5 separate regions of the Sus scrofa genome follow, and all the other regions are linked to region 1. A link is a contact called in public Hi-C, HiChIP or PLAC-seq and promoter capture Hi-C data. All regions are on one chromosome and are shown on one strand. The core of a region is the stretch at or near the end of the contact, and the rest is flanking DNA. Distances in the headings are between cores, read along the strand shown. Region 1 holds the start of CCDC9 (coiled-coil domain-containing protein 9). Region 2 holds the start of FBXO46 (F-box only protein 46). Region 3 holds the start of IRF2BP1 (interferon regulatory factor 2-binding protein 1). Region 4 holds the start of PNMA8A (PNMA-like protein 1). Region 5 holds the start of CALM3 (calmodulin 3).

Region 1 (2,584 bases), core at 50-2,549:
CAGCATCCCAAGAAAGGTGCCCCTGCTTCCCCGCACCCCTATAAAGATTCCCCAAACAGACCCAGTACTCACTGGCGAGGCTTCCTGGGCCTGATGCGACCTCCCTAGAGAATACTGTACCCGCCTCTACACGGTCAAAACTTTCTGGCCCGCCTGCGGCTTTCCAGGGAAAAAGCTCCGTTCTCCAGCCGGTCGGAACGCCACCGGCCCACCCCGGGCAAAGCCAAAACTTTCCGACCCCGCCCGCACGCTCGCGTCAAGAAGCTGTCGCCCCTCAACCCGGCTTCGGATTTTCCCAGCCAACACTCTGGCCCCGCCCCCTAGATCCCCAGGCTGCAACCTAAGCCCGCCCCCTCCTTCTCGCGTTATTACACCAGGCCCGCCTCCAGCTCACGAGTCAACATTTGTGGTCCCTACACGATTTGCCCGGCCAACCTCCTGGCCACGCCCCGGACTCTGCACCCGCCTCGTCGCGCCAATATTTGGCCCCGCCCCCGGCGCGCCCCAAGGCAAGGTTCGAGCTCCACGGCGAGCTTCACCACATTGTGGGGAAGCTCCTGGCGCCTGCAAAACTTTCCGGCTCCACCCTCATCATTCCTAGCCAGTACCTGGCCCCGCCCACAGCTCCCCCGCTTCTTTTTGGCCCTGCCCTCACCGTCGCATCAGCCTCTGGATCCACCCCTGACTTCCAGGACCCACTTTCAGGACAGGAAAAACTTTCTGGCTCCGCCCCCAGCGTTTTCCGCCGGGAGTCCCGGCCCCGCCCGCACCGCTGGCTTCCATTGGCCCCGCCCCCAGCCCCGGCACAACTTTTGGGCCCCGCCCTCAGCTGCCCACCTACACTCCGGACCCGCCCGCAGACTGGCCCACCCCAGCCCTGCCCACCCGCCGACGTTCCGCCCAGCCAGCACCCACCCCTAGCCTCCCTTGTGGGCGTCCAGTCCCCGCCCCCCGCAGAGTATCTGACCCCGCCCCCGCGGGCTGCTCGCTACCCCGCCTGCGCTCGCGCCAGCTCCCCCACGTGGGCATCAGGCCCCGCCCTCTCCGGGCGCGCTCCCGGCCCCCTCCTAGGGTCACCTGTCCCGGAGACCCCGCGGCGTCCGCTACTCCGGCTCCGTCGGCCTCCGCGTCGGCAGCTCCCGGGCCCCGCGCGTCACTTCCGGCCCGCACCACGTGAAGAGGGGAACTAACGAGGGTCACTTCCGGTTGTTCTGGCTCGTTTCCGGGAGCCTTAAAGGCGCCGCTCGCGTCTGGGTAGAGGCGCAAAGTGAGATAAGCGGGTCGACAAGGGTGTTCCGGAAGCTTGCTGTACTGCCTTCTGCCTGAACGACCACCTTCCAGGGGGAGGAGACAGCGTCTTCTCTCTCTGGCCTCTACCTGCTTCCTGTTTCTCCCCTTTCCTGGTTCCAGTAAATCGGCGCCCTGCCCTGGGCAATGATAACCTGGAATCCTGACTTACCAGCTTGTGCAGGGGGTGGATGCTCCCCCACCCTTCTGCTAATGAAACCTTAGAATTAGTTGTAGAGACAAAATTTTCAACCGAAAGAATCCTTCCTTCACCCTCTAAATCAGCGTTGAGGGTGTCCCTAGTGGCCTAGCAGGTTAAGGATCTGGTGGTGTCGGTGCTGTACTTCAGGTTCTATCCCTGGCCTCAGAACTTCCGCGTGGCGGGGACACAGCAAAAAATCAGTCAGCACTGAGTGCCAGGCTCTGTGCTGGGAGGATGGGGAATTGGGCGTGAGGGGGCGTGTCAAAATGATGAACAAGGCAGACCCCATCCCTGTCCTCTTGAGGGAAGACGTAAGTATATGTGAAATAACAGAAAACAAAAATGTGTGAGATGGCTTGCAAGAGGGACGGGAAGAGAGGCTGAGGGTGAGGGGGCTAGGCGCCCAGGCAGAGGACACACAGCCTGTGCTAAGGTCCTGTGATGAGTGAGCTTGGTGCATTCTAGGAATTGCAGAAGCTCAGAGAAAGATCTGCTGGATTGCCTAGAGTCCAGAGGGTAACATGCATTAACCAAAACAAACATAATTAACATGTTATTACAAGTGATAATAAATGTGACAGTGGAGTTCATGTCGTGGCTCAGCGGAAATGAATCCAACTAGGAACCATGAGGTTTTGGGTTCGATCCCTGGCCTCACTCAGTGGGTTAAGGATCCGGCGTTGCCGTGAGCTGTGGTGTAGGTCGCAGATGCAGCTCAGATCCTGCGTTGCTGTGGCTGTGGCGTAGGCCGGTGGCAACAGCTCTGATTAGACCCCTAGCCTGGGAACCTCTATATGTAGTGGGTGCGGCCCTAGAAAAGAACAACAACAACAAAAAGTGATGGGACACCCTTACAGGGGATGACATAAGTGGGAGGCTGGATTCCCTGAGGTGGCCAGTAATTTCATTTTGTGATTTAAATCGTGGAAAAGGGAAGTACCTGGCAATCACCTGCCACTTACATAGTTATTGGGAACAGCCTTTCAGAGACCTTCTCCACGCATATAACTTAATTCTCTTAAAATTCCCCCAAATACCTGCCAAATTCACTATATCATTTTTAGCTCTTTATTCAAATGTCACCTCCTCTTAGGG
Region 2 (2,584 bases), core at 44-2,543, 1.0 Mb after region 1:
ACTGGAATCGGGCCTTAGTGGCAGTTCACCGCTTGAAATTATGTTCTTTAATATAGCCGACTCTCTCTTTTAGAAAGTTCACTCTTATGGCTCATGAGGAGGATGGGCAGGAAAACATAGCTTAAGGGGAGGCGATCTAGCAACCTAGTGGAGAGTAGAGATCCTGGTGTCTAAAATATTTCAGTTCAAATCATTTTCTTGCTGTGTTGCCATGGAGAATATGCTCAATCTCTTTCTGCCTTAACTTTTTTTTTTTCTTTTTCTTTTTAGGGCCGCACCCGCGGCATATGGAGGTTCCCAGCCTAAGGGTAAATTGGAGCTGCAACTGCCACAGCCACAGGAACACGGGATCTGAGCTGCGTCTACCACTTACAGCACAGCTCACCTACACCACAGCTCACCGCAACGCCGGATCCTTAACCCACTGAGCGAGACCAGGATCGAACACACATCCTCATGGATATTAGTCCCATTCATTTCCGCTGTGCCACAGTGGGGACTCCATCTTTCTGCCTTAACTTTTATATATTTGGGATAATTCTTACTGGGGTTCTCTGCAGTGTCTGGCATAAAATTAGCATGCAATACATTTTTACTCAACACTTATTTCCATTGTCCTGGGTGCTTGTACAAGATACACAAAGGGGCCTGTCCTCTTGGAGCTTCTATTATAACTACGATGTGCACAAATGTCTAATGCATCTGGTTTTCCTCCATCCTAAGGCTTAATTCCCATACTTGTAAATTAGGTGGTGGTAAGAAAACCAGGGGGAGTTCTCTTGTGGTGCAGTAGGTTAAGGATCCAGACTTGTCACTGCAGCGCCCGGGTCGCTGCAGCTGCATGTGTTCGATCCCTGGCCCGGGAAGTTCCATGTGGGGTAGGGGTGGCTCCAAAAAAAACCAAAATAAAACAACCCAGGAGGAAAAATGGATGGGAAAGTGAGAAAGGCGCTATTAATTAACACGTAAATAAGTTTAAGTAAATCGATAAACTGGTTCTTTCCCAACTCTCCACCCCACACAAACGCCCCTTTTAAATTTTCTCAATTCCGTTTCCAAAAGCCCAGGGCCAAAATGGAGGAGACTGCACTCCATTTCCCAGCGGGCTTGGCGTGGGCGCTCTCTGCGCCTGCGCTACCAGGCACACACGCTCTCTGTCTCCCGGGAGTTAGAGTCATTCTTTTCCTGAGCCCGCCCAGTTTGCTTCTTTCCCCACCTCCAAGCTTGACCGTGCTGCCTTCCGGGAGTTGTAGTCTGCGGCCTCCCGGACTCCAATTCCCAGCGGGCTTCGGGGCGGGAACCCGGAAGGGGAGGTTGGAGAGGAGCGAGTGGGGGAAACCCGCGTAGCCGAGGGAGCTGCAGCGCGGGGAGATGGTGAGAACGCTGAGCTGGGGCCAGGGGCGCTTGCGAACTGGGGCGGGCGTTTGGGACCCGGTGGCGAGAGGGAAGAGGCAGGAGCTAAAGAAGGGGCTGGATGAGGGGAGATCGTTTGGGGGATGGGATTGGGAGAAATGGGAGCCGGAGAGAGTAGTAGAAGAATGGGGGTTGGGGATGGGTCTTGAAGATGGGGAGAGAGTCGAGCTTTGGGATTGATTGTAAGGGAGCTCAGAGCTGGAGGAAGGAGTCCCGAGTTGGAGAAGGGGCTGGGCGTCCAGACAGAGGCACTGAAGGGGGCAATTTCGAGGGGTTTAGCCTAGGGGATGTTGAAAGGCATTAGGAGTCAGTGCTAGATGAATGAGGGGGTCTGGAGGCTCCGGAGGGAGAGGCCAGCTGTGGATGCCGTGGGTTGGAGCCTCTGGATCGGATTGGGGGCAGGAGGACAAGCTGAGATGGTAGAAGAGAGAAATCAATGGTAGAGTGGTGTGTAGGTTAGGACCCGGGACTGTGGGTGGGGTGAGGAGCATGAGATTAGGGGCCTGCATGTAGCGATAGTTTACTTAGCCCAGCCAGAGACTCCCGATAACTGGACAGTCACAGAACTGTAGGATGATATGGCCAGAAAGGGCCATCGAGACAACCTTTTGCACTCACATTTCTCTAATGGGATTTAGAAAAGTGTAGTGGTTTATGTGTACAGACGGTCCAGCACTCAGTTCTTTTCTTCTGCCATTCCTTTGCGACCTGGGCAAGTGTCCCCTCTCTATGAAACTCAGTGCCCTTATCTGTATCGTGGGAACAAAATGCCGCTGAGAAGAGAGGAGGCTTGCATCCCAGAGCTGTTGGTGGGAAGTTCCCTGCTCCAGGAATGTGACTGGGTCACAGGTGCTAATGGATTCCCTCTTTTTCAGCCCAGCCCCAGGGGCGTTTTCTCAAACTCTGGCACTGATCTGGGCACAGCCCCGCTCAGAAGCATGCAGGGGTTCCCCACAGTCAACTCCAGCTCACACTAATTGTTTAGGAAGTGCCTGGCCCTGTTCGTAGTTGTTTGTATTAACTCATTTGATTCTGACAACACCCCTTAAGTTGTCTCCATCCTACAGAGAGGAAGCAGAGGCACAGAGAGGTTCAGCAACTTTTCCAAGGTCAGCCAGCATGAGTGGTTGACTCAGGAGTCCAACCTCGGCATCCTGGCTCAGAGTCCGTG
Region 3 (2,584 bases), core at 45-2,544, 860 kb after region 1:
CTCCTTACTCCCACTACTGTTAACTAAAGCTGGTTAAGGATCCAGGGTTATCACTGCAGTAGCTTGGGTCACTGCTATGGCACCAGTTCCATCCCTAGCCTCCATATGCCACAGGAAGCAGCCCTAGAGAAAGCAAAAAGACCAAAAAAAAAAAAAAAAAAAAAAAAAAAAAAAAAAGGCCCAAAGACAATTTTAGGAGATACATGGATGGCCTTTTTAATGGCTCTATATGTACACAGGTTTTTTTTGTTGTTCGTTTATTTATTTTTTGCTTTTTTTTTTTTTTTTAAAGGCCGCACCTGCAACATGTGGAAGTTCCCAGGCTAGGGGTCAAATCAGAGGTGCAGCTACTGCCCTATGCCGCAACAACGCCAGATTGGAGCCCCATCTGCAACCTATGCTGCAACTTGTGGCAATGCCGGATCTTTAACCCTCTGAGCCTGGCTAGGGATCGAACTGGCATCCTTATGAATACTAGTCGGGTTTGTTACTGTTGAGCCACGACAGGAACTCCATATATACGTAATTTTAACTTATTTTATAAAAATGTGTACAGCACACACAAAAAAGTATAGTACATAAAACCCATGATTATGGGAGTTCCCGTCGTGGCGCAGTGGTTGACGAATCCGACTAGGAACCATAAGGTTGCGGGTTCGATCCCTGCCCTTGCTCAGTGGGTTAATGATCCGGCGTTGCCGTGAGCTGTGGTGTAGGTTGCAGACGCAGCTCCGATCCCGCGTTGCTGTGGCTCTGGCGTAGGCTGGTGGCTATGGCTCCGATTCGACCCCTAGCCTGGGAACCTCCATATGCCACGGGAGTGGCCCAAGAAATAGCAAAAAGACCAAAAAAAAAAAAAAAAAAAAATCCAACCCATGATTATGCACATACTGCTTAGGATGGAGCAGAAATAAACTTCTTTTTCTCGGGAATCAACTTCAAGAAAAATGTCAAAATAATACAAGTCGTGAACAAAATTGTGAAGCTGAGACTGCAAATCAGACCTGCTATGGTTGCAGTGGAATAAGGGAGAGTTGGCAGGTATTCCCTGATTAGTTTGAAAACCACTAATGAGTGCAACTCACAAATAATTCAAAATATTTTTGAGCGCTTAACAGGAACCTAGGCCTAAAGAGGGGAAGAGGCTGACGTGGGTTAGAGTCTGGAGACCCTTCTCCACCCTCCACATACCCACGCTTCCAAGCCTGCCCTGCGGGGTGCGGTCGCCAGGAAGAAAACACGGGGGTCCCCATAGCCTGCATAGGCCTAGATGGTAGTAAGCAATCAGGGTTGGAGAAGGGTGGTCTAGCTCTTGTTCTCCCCAGAAACTAAGCACCCCCCACCCCCAACTTTGCCATCCCTGCCCTCCTTCCCTTCCTCAACATTAATGAGCCATACAGGGTGAGGGTCCTTTCAATTTGGTGCTGGGAAAACATGGAAACACCTTCCATAAATTGCGCGCGCGCTGGGGGGGGGGGGGGGGACTGTAAGGACAGACAGCGGGAATCGGGAAGGCCTCCCCCAACCTTCCAGACTGCGGAAGTGCGTCAGCTTGTTGGCCCCGCAGGGCATTTTGGGAATTGTAGTGAAGTTGGGAGGGGGGCGGTGACACTGACGGTGTAACCCTTTGGAGACCAGAGCGCTTTGGCAGGGCTGGAACAGAATTGGGGGCGCCCCACCACTCCCTTCAGCAGATAAGGCAGCTGAGGCTGGCAACTTCAGTTCTCTCCTTTCTCCGGATGTTGCTGGCTCCAATCAGAGGCTGCCATTCAAGATTTGGGGCAAGAAGAAGTGCCAAGTGAACAGCCCTGCCCAACGCTTAAGTTGCCTGCTTCCCGTCCCCCTGTCCTGAAACCTTCCAATCAAGACCCCTCCGCCCCGCCCCAGGAGCGACTGCCTCCGTAGCCAGTCATTGGCCCACCTTTGAAGGGCGGGAATTGAGCTTCAGAGAAGGCAAGATTTTTGCCTAAAGCCGCACAGCAAGTCGGAACAGAAGCTGGATGCCCGGAAGCCTGTCCACCTCCTACAATTTTTGAGTCCGTCGTGGCGCTCGCCATTTGTATCACATCCCTGTTTCCAACCCTTGTGCTCGAAATGCTCGGAGCAAGCCAAACTCCCTGCCCCGCGGCGACGAGTGGTAAAGGTCGCGCAGCGGCGAGCCCGCGCCGTCCTCTGCTGCCTGCCGTCCCCTTTAAGAGCCGGCCCCGGCGGGACTACGTTTCCCAGAAGGCTTTGCCGGCGCGTTATGTAACTTTCCCTGCGAAACGGCCTCTGGGGCAGAAGGAGGTGGAGGCGGCGGTGGCAGCCGTTGGAGCGGAGGTGGCGGGAGCGGCGGGAGCCCGAGGCGGCGGCGCTCGCGGCCCATCGCGGGGCCCGAGCTGTGCGCCTCGGCCCGGAGCCCGGAGCAGGCTGGGGCGCCGACGTACCTTTGCCTGCCTTTTCGAGGAGGCGGGAGTGAGGAAAAAGGCTTAGGGCCCGGGGGGCGGGGAAGGGGGGCCGGGCCTGGATCCGCGGGGAGGCCGAGCCAGAGGCCCGACTGTGGCTCGCGCGGTCCTGGGGACACAAATCGAACGTCGGCAGTGCG
Region 4 (2,584 bases), core at 24-2,523, 640 kb after region 1:
ATTCTGAACCCTCTGTATTTTCAGCATCACCAGCCTCAGGAGCCTCCAAAGAGGCCGAGCCACGAGAATGGCTGCCTTTAGACTTCTTCCAGGGCAGTGATTCCCGCTTGGGAGTTTTTTTCTGCTTAGTTCTCCTGGAGCGAATTTTAGCTCCAGCTTTTCTAACCCAAGGTTTAGGAGGGTCACCCTCAGCTTCCACATCATTCCAGTCGTCCACCTTCTCCACTTTCGAGGCAGAGCCCACCTCTGCAGCCCACCCTGGCTCCTTCTTGACCTTCCTCCCTGCTGCAGAAGCCAAGGATGCCACCACCGGGGCCTCAGCAAGCTCCTGAGCCCTAGCTTCCTCCCTGCTCCGCGCAGCTCGGCATCCGTGTAGAAGATAGCTTGCACCACTGCCCCTAGAAGCACCCCCAAGGCTTCTGCCCAGTTCTCCGGGGGCTGATTCTGGTTGCGGGGTGGTCGGGGCTGGTTGAGCTGCAGCAGGTGGACCACATCCTCCCAGGTGCTGCCCCTCCGCATCCAGGAATTCATTCAGGTTTTTTTAAAACTCAGCATCCTGGGTGGGGTCCCTACACACCACTCTCCAGACGCCCCCCCCCCCCTTCCTGGGAATGCCCGGGGTATAGCCCTCAGGTTCACGCCCTCGCCGACCTCGATGAGGGCAGCTTTGGCATTCTCTTCTCTCAAAAAAATCTTATTGAGCACGAAGTATGGGCCCAGTGGGGAGAGGACCCCATTCAAGGTCTCCTCAATTTCCGCCTGCCCACAGTCCTCCGGGATGCACCAACAGGGACCTCCGGAAGTCCACATCCATGCCCCGGCACCAGTCCTCCAAAAGGGTCACCGCCATGGCTGCAGACCCCTGACGTCTCCAATCCCACGTGTACTGAAGCGTCTACTGGGAAGACCCGGGCTGTAGCGGTCCCTAAATAGCAATTCTGTAAGGTGACAAGAGGCGGGGGGTCACATTCCCGGGAACAAGGCCAGGCTCAGAGATCTCAGCGGTCCCCTCCACGGCTGGGCGGCAGAGGCCTCGCGCTTTCCCAGGGCCTTCCTCCCCAAACCGTGCCCGGTTGCTCACACGTGTCCCGGAATCAGCCGAAAACCAAAAACCAAAGAAAGGCCACCCTGATGCACGAAGGTGCCAGCTCGGACCAAGGGCCCGGGGACACCAGCGTCCGTTCCAACTCGAACCCGAGTGGGTCATAAGGGATCTGGCCTCATCCAGTCAGCAGCTCCGAGCCCGAGGGGGGCGATTCGGCGGTGCGCGCTTGCGCACTTTCGCACTTGCTCCCGCGCAGCCCGGCGCGCAAGGCCCGCGGTCCCCATGGCAACCGATGATTGCAAGGGGCCTGCGCGTGGGCTTCGTAATTGGGCTGGGGGAGCCGGGCGGAAGTTTACTGCTCAGCTGTTGACCAATCCAGGCGTGTTCTCTGATTGTCCCTCCGCGTGCAGCCTTTCCACCCTGCTCTATGTGAGTAGCGTCTGGCACGGGAGGTGGGGAGTGTTGACTAATGAGGCTGCGCTAACGAGGCCTTTTACCTTCCTGTTGGGTTCAGCCAGCAGGACTCATGGGCACCACCAGAAGTCAGAGAGCGAGGAGAAAGACTGGCTTCAATCCCTGAGTTCCTCTAACAAAAGCCAGAGCTTTTGTTGTGAGCCTTCTCCTTCAGCTACAGTTCCTTTTTCCAGAGATTTCCAGAAGCCTTTAGAAATGTGTACACACACACACACACACACACACACACACACACACACACACCCAACCCCCGCAAGCCTGAGGATGGTGCCTCATCTTTGCTGATTTCCTCCGATCACTGCCTAACAGACAGCACTTTTGTTAATGGAGCAGTCCTTATGACTAGGTTTGAGTTGCCATGCTTCATGTCCAGGCCTCACGGATACAGCCACCTGGCAATGCAGCTTCCTAACCGTGCCATTTAAGCGATTTGAGCTCTCTGAGCTCCTTCCTCTTTTCCACAGTAGGAATACAAATACAAACTTTTCGGATCCGGAAATTTTGAAAATTCAGGGCGAGCGTGTATGAAAGATGCAGTGGGCCTAGGTAGTCAACCAAAATCTGTTGCTTGAATTCCATTTTGGACTCGGCCTTTACAGGGGCAAAGAGCCAAATATCCATTTCACTTCCTCTCTGGCATCCCTGAACTTGGGCATTATCAATATTTGTGTGATTGGGAGGTTCTGATGTGGCCTGGAACAAACCCAACTAGCATCTGTGAGGACGTCGATTTGATCCCTGGCCTTGCTCCGTGGGTCAGAGATCTGGCATTTCCATGAGCTGTGGTGGAGGTCACAGAAGAGGCTCAGGTCCCTCGTTGCTGTGGCTGTGGTGTAGGCCGGCAGCTGTAGCTCTGATTCGACCCCTAGACTGGGAACCTCCGTGTGCCATGAGTGCAACTCTAAAAAGCAAAAAACAAACAAAAAAGAATCCCCATTGTAGCTCAGTGGTTAACAAAGCTGACTAGTATCCATGAGGATGCAGATTTGATCCCGGGTCTCCCTCAGTGGGTTAAAGATCCGGTGTTGCCATGAGCTGGGGTGTAGGTCACGGACACGGCTCGGA
Region 5 (2,584 bases), core at 33-2,532, 560 kb after region 1:
CTGGCCTCTGCAGCCAGCCGCCCCCCATCCAGAATGAGCAGTCTTTGTCCCGGCTTTGCCCTGGAAACTTCCAGGAAGCTACCCACATCCACCTTCAAACCTAGGCCAACCTCAGCTGCCATTCATTTGCTCCAACATGTCTGCGGATCTCCTTCCACCACCCAAATCAAAGTGCTCGCCCACCCCTCACCTTGGAAACCCACCCCCTCGTGAACCCAAACACAACACTCCTCCCCACTCCTCTCCCCCCAAAACCAACCTCCTGTCCTAGTTTACCAGCCTTAACCCACTGGTAACCTCAGAATCTTCCCTGGCTGCCCCCCAACATCAACCACAGGGCCCCCGGACCCCGCACCACTGGCAAGCACGCTATCCCCTTTTAACCACTTCCCGACCCCAATCCTTTCCAGTCCCCATAGACTTCAGAGCATCTTCTAACCTCTGTCGCCACCCACCCTAGGCTCTTCCTCCCCAAGCTTGCACCTCACCCTCCTCCTTCTTCCTCTGCAATGTCTCTGGAGAACCTCCTTCTCTCCCCTCGAGGGTCTGGTCTGCAGGAGTGACCCCCACCTCCCTGGTCCCAGGAGCACCCCTCCCCACCCAGGCCCAGTTATCCACGGCCCCCTTTTGGGGAGCTCCCTAGCAGCCTGGCTTCCTTCCGATCCCCCTTCCCTGCATCCTCTCAGGACCCAAAGCCTTTATCAGGGCACAGATCACCCCCTTCTCTAGCCAACGTTTCTTCCCTCGCTCCCCTGGAATTCAAACACCCCACTTCGGGGACCAAACGCCTCATTCTGGGTCCAGGAGCCCTTCCCATTTGAGGGTCCAGATGCTCCATCCCGGGTTCCAGTGCCCCCCTTGGAGGACTCAGGTGCCCATTCTGGGGTCTAACTACCCCATGCTATACTTCTGGAAGACCCCCAAAGCCCTTGTGGGATCCAAATGTCCCGCTCTGGGTTCCAATGCCCCCGACTGAGGAGCAGAGAGGGGTCCAGAGGCGCTCGCTGGGGCCGAAACGCTCCCCCATTCTGGGTCCGCTCGCGCTCTCAGGGGTCCTGCCCCTCCGTGCCCGCCTCAGAGCCCCCGGCCTCGGCGGCCTCTCAGCCTCACTCACCATGGCGAGGCCCGGGGTGTCCGGAGCGCGGGGGTCAAGGTTCCTCCGGCGGCGGCAGCAGCTGCAGCAGCTCGAGCTCCGCCGCGCGTCCGCGCCTCCACACTCACTGCCCGCAGCGCGCGCCGCCGCCGCCGCCGCCCGCCCCAACGGTCCCTCAACGGCCGCCGCGCGCGCCCCGCCCCGCCCCGCCCGGCCCCGCCCCGCACGCGCGTCGCCGCACTGCGGCTCCCACGGATCCCTCCGCGCCTCCCTCCGCACCACCGGGCCCGCGGATCTCTCGCTCTCGGTTCGCGCAGACCTGTGTTTACGGCCGGCCGCGCGGGCACCCGCGCGGGACTACTTTCCGTCGCCGCGCGCCCCGCCCCCGTGCGGCTTTACTTTTCCCCTCGGCGGAGGGGCACCTTACGGCGGCGCGTGACGCGTCCCTGTGTGAGACGCGCCACTATTGGGCCCGGGTTATGGCGGAAATGAAAGCGCGGTGCCGATTGGTCCGGCCTTCCCTGCAATGCGTCAAATTGGGGCGAGCCACTGTGTGGTGGTGGTGGGGATTCTGAAATGTGTGGCTGCGTGGAGCCGTGAGGTGTAACGAGGCGAAGGGGAAAACTCTGTGACTGTTAGAGAAGCAACTACATAGTCTTTGCAGTCAGAGAGTAGTAAGAGGGCTGGTGGAAGATGCAGAAGCTCTTTCTCGGCTCTCCCCTCTAACAGATGGAAGATGGTGCAATCCAAAATGCTGGCCTGGAAGCTCCGCCCCTAACTGGACCCTCCGAGTTGGCGGGGTCTACAAGGTTCAGCTGGTTACTTAGAACTTCCACCTGTTGGGGCCAGGTGTCTCCACCCTGAGACACACTCTACAGGTGTGCAGAACGCCTGTCCCCCTGATTGGCCCAAGGTCTGTGAAGCTGGGGCCACCCCGGGACGATCTCTGGGAATATGGCATTAATTCAGCCTTCAATTAAGCCTAAATTGAGCGCCTCCTGTAAGGCTGGACCAGTGTACTTGGCTTGGCTGGGGAGCCCAGACTTGCACTGTCTTATTGTGTTGTAGACCACCTGACTCTTGCACTCCTTGTGCCTAGGTTCCAACCATAGGAGGAAAAGAGTGTGAAGGTTAACTGTGACTGTTTCCTGGAGCTCAGAAACAGTTGTGAGCGGTCATTTGATTGAATTGTGGTTAAAAAGGATGTGTGCAGAAGCGATATGTGAAACTTTTGGACATGCCCTTAAGGGGGTGGAGAGCATGCTGTCCTTTCTCTCACCTTGCCTGCTGATGGAACAGCCTGGTAGGCATTAGAGGAGAGACCAATGGGAGCAAACTCACCTAAGATCTGGATGATTTTCTGGAGCAGAGCTCACCTTTTTGTCCCCAGTGCCAAAATTTTATGCAAGAGAGAGAGACTTTTTTTTTTTTTTTTTTCTTTCTAGGGCCACACCTGTGGCATATGGAGGTTCCCAAGCTAGGGGTCAAATT

The links. Promoter capture Hi-C pulls out the DNA fragments that hold promoters and counts their contacts. A called contact is a pair of places that touch in the nucleus more often than the background predicts. HiChIP or PLAC-seq counts read pairs in DNA pulled down with a chosen protein or histone mark.
Region 2: a promoter capture Hi-C map of fetal liver shows a contact between it and region 1, with 4 times the contacts expected there. The contact joins the promoter of FBXO46 here to the promoter of CCDC9 in region 1. A contact is called at or near these places in 2 of 5 promoter capture datasets (fetal liver and liver), 1 of 47 Hi-C or Micro-C datasets (liver) and 1 of 2 datasets of contacts at active chromatin or transcription factors (skeletal muscle).
Region 3: a Hi-C map of liver shows a contact between it and region 1, with 4 times the contacts expected there. The contact joins the promoter of IRF2BP1 here to the promoter of CCDC9 in region 1. A contact is called at or near these places in 1 of 5 promoter capture datasets (liver) and 2 of 47 Hi-C or Micro-C datasets (both in liver).
Region 4: a promoter capture Hi-C map of fetal liver shows a contact between it and region 1, with 2.8 times the contacts expected there. The contact joins the promoter of PNMA8A here to the promoter of CCDC9 in region 1.
Region 5: a contact with region 1 is called in an H3K27ac HiChIP or PLAC-seq map of alveolar macrophages. The contact joins the promoter of CALM3 here to the promoter of CCDC9 in region 1. A contact is called at or near these places in 1 of 47 Hi-C or Micro-C datasets (retroperitoneal adipose tissue) and 1 of 2 datasets of contacts at active chromatin or transcription factors (alveolar macrophages).

What each region holds. Positions count from the first base shown.
Region 1 is chr6:53,063,892-53,066,475 of Sscrofa11.1, reverse strand. It overlaps CCDC9 (coiled-coil domain-containing protein 9), which reads right to left and starts at 1,299. Exons shown (of 15, transcript XM_021094629.1): 1 at 1,078-1,299.
Region 2 is chr6:52,067,899-52,070,482 of Sscrofa11.1, reverse strand. It overlaps FBXO46 (F-box only protein 46), which reads left to right and starts at 1,293. Exons shown (of 2, transcript XM_021094574.1): 1 at 1,293-1,374.
Region 3 is chr6:52,198,920-52,201,503 of Sscrofa11.1, reverse strand. IRF2BP1 (interferon regulatory factor 2-binding protein 1) reads left to right here and starts at 1,294. Exons shown (of 1, transcript XM_003127228.4): 1 at 1,294-2,584.
Region 4 is chr6:52,427,908-52,430,491 of Sscrofa11.1, reverse strand. PNMA8A (PNMA-like protein 1) reads right to left here and starts at 1,273. Exons shown (of 6, transcript XM_005664614.3): 1 at 783-1,273; 2 at 601-781; 3 at 506-598; 4 at 358-504; 5 at 1-355. The coding sequence starts at 850. LOC102166902 (a long non-coding RNA gene) reads left to right here and starts at 1,389. Exons shown (of 3, transcript XR_303849.3): 1 at 1,389-1,474.
Region 5 is chr6:52,505,677-52,508,260 of Sscrofa11.1, reverse strand. CALM3 (calmodulin 3) reads right to left here and starts at 1,282. Exons shown (of 6, transcript NM_001244209.1): 1 at 1,115-1,282. The coding sequence starts at 1,117.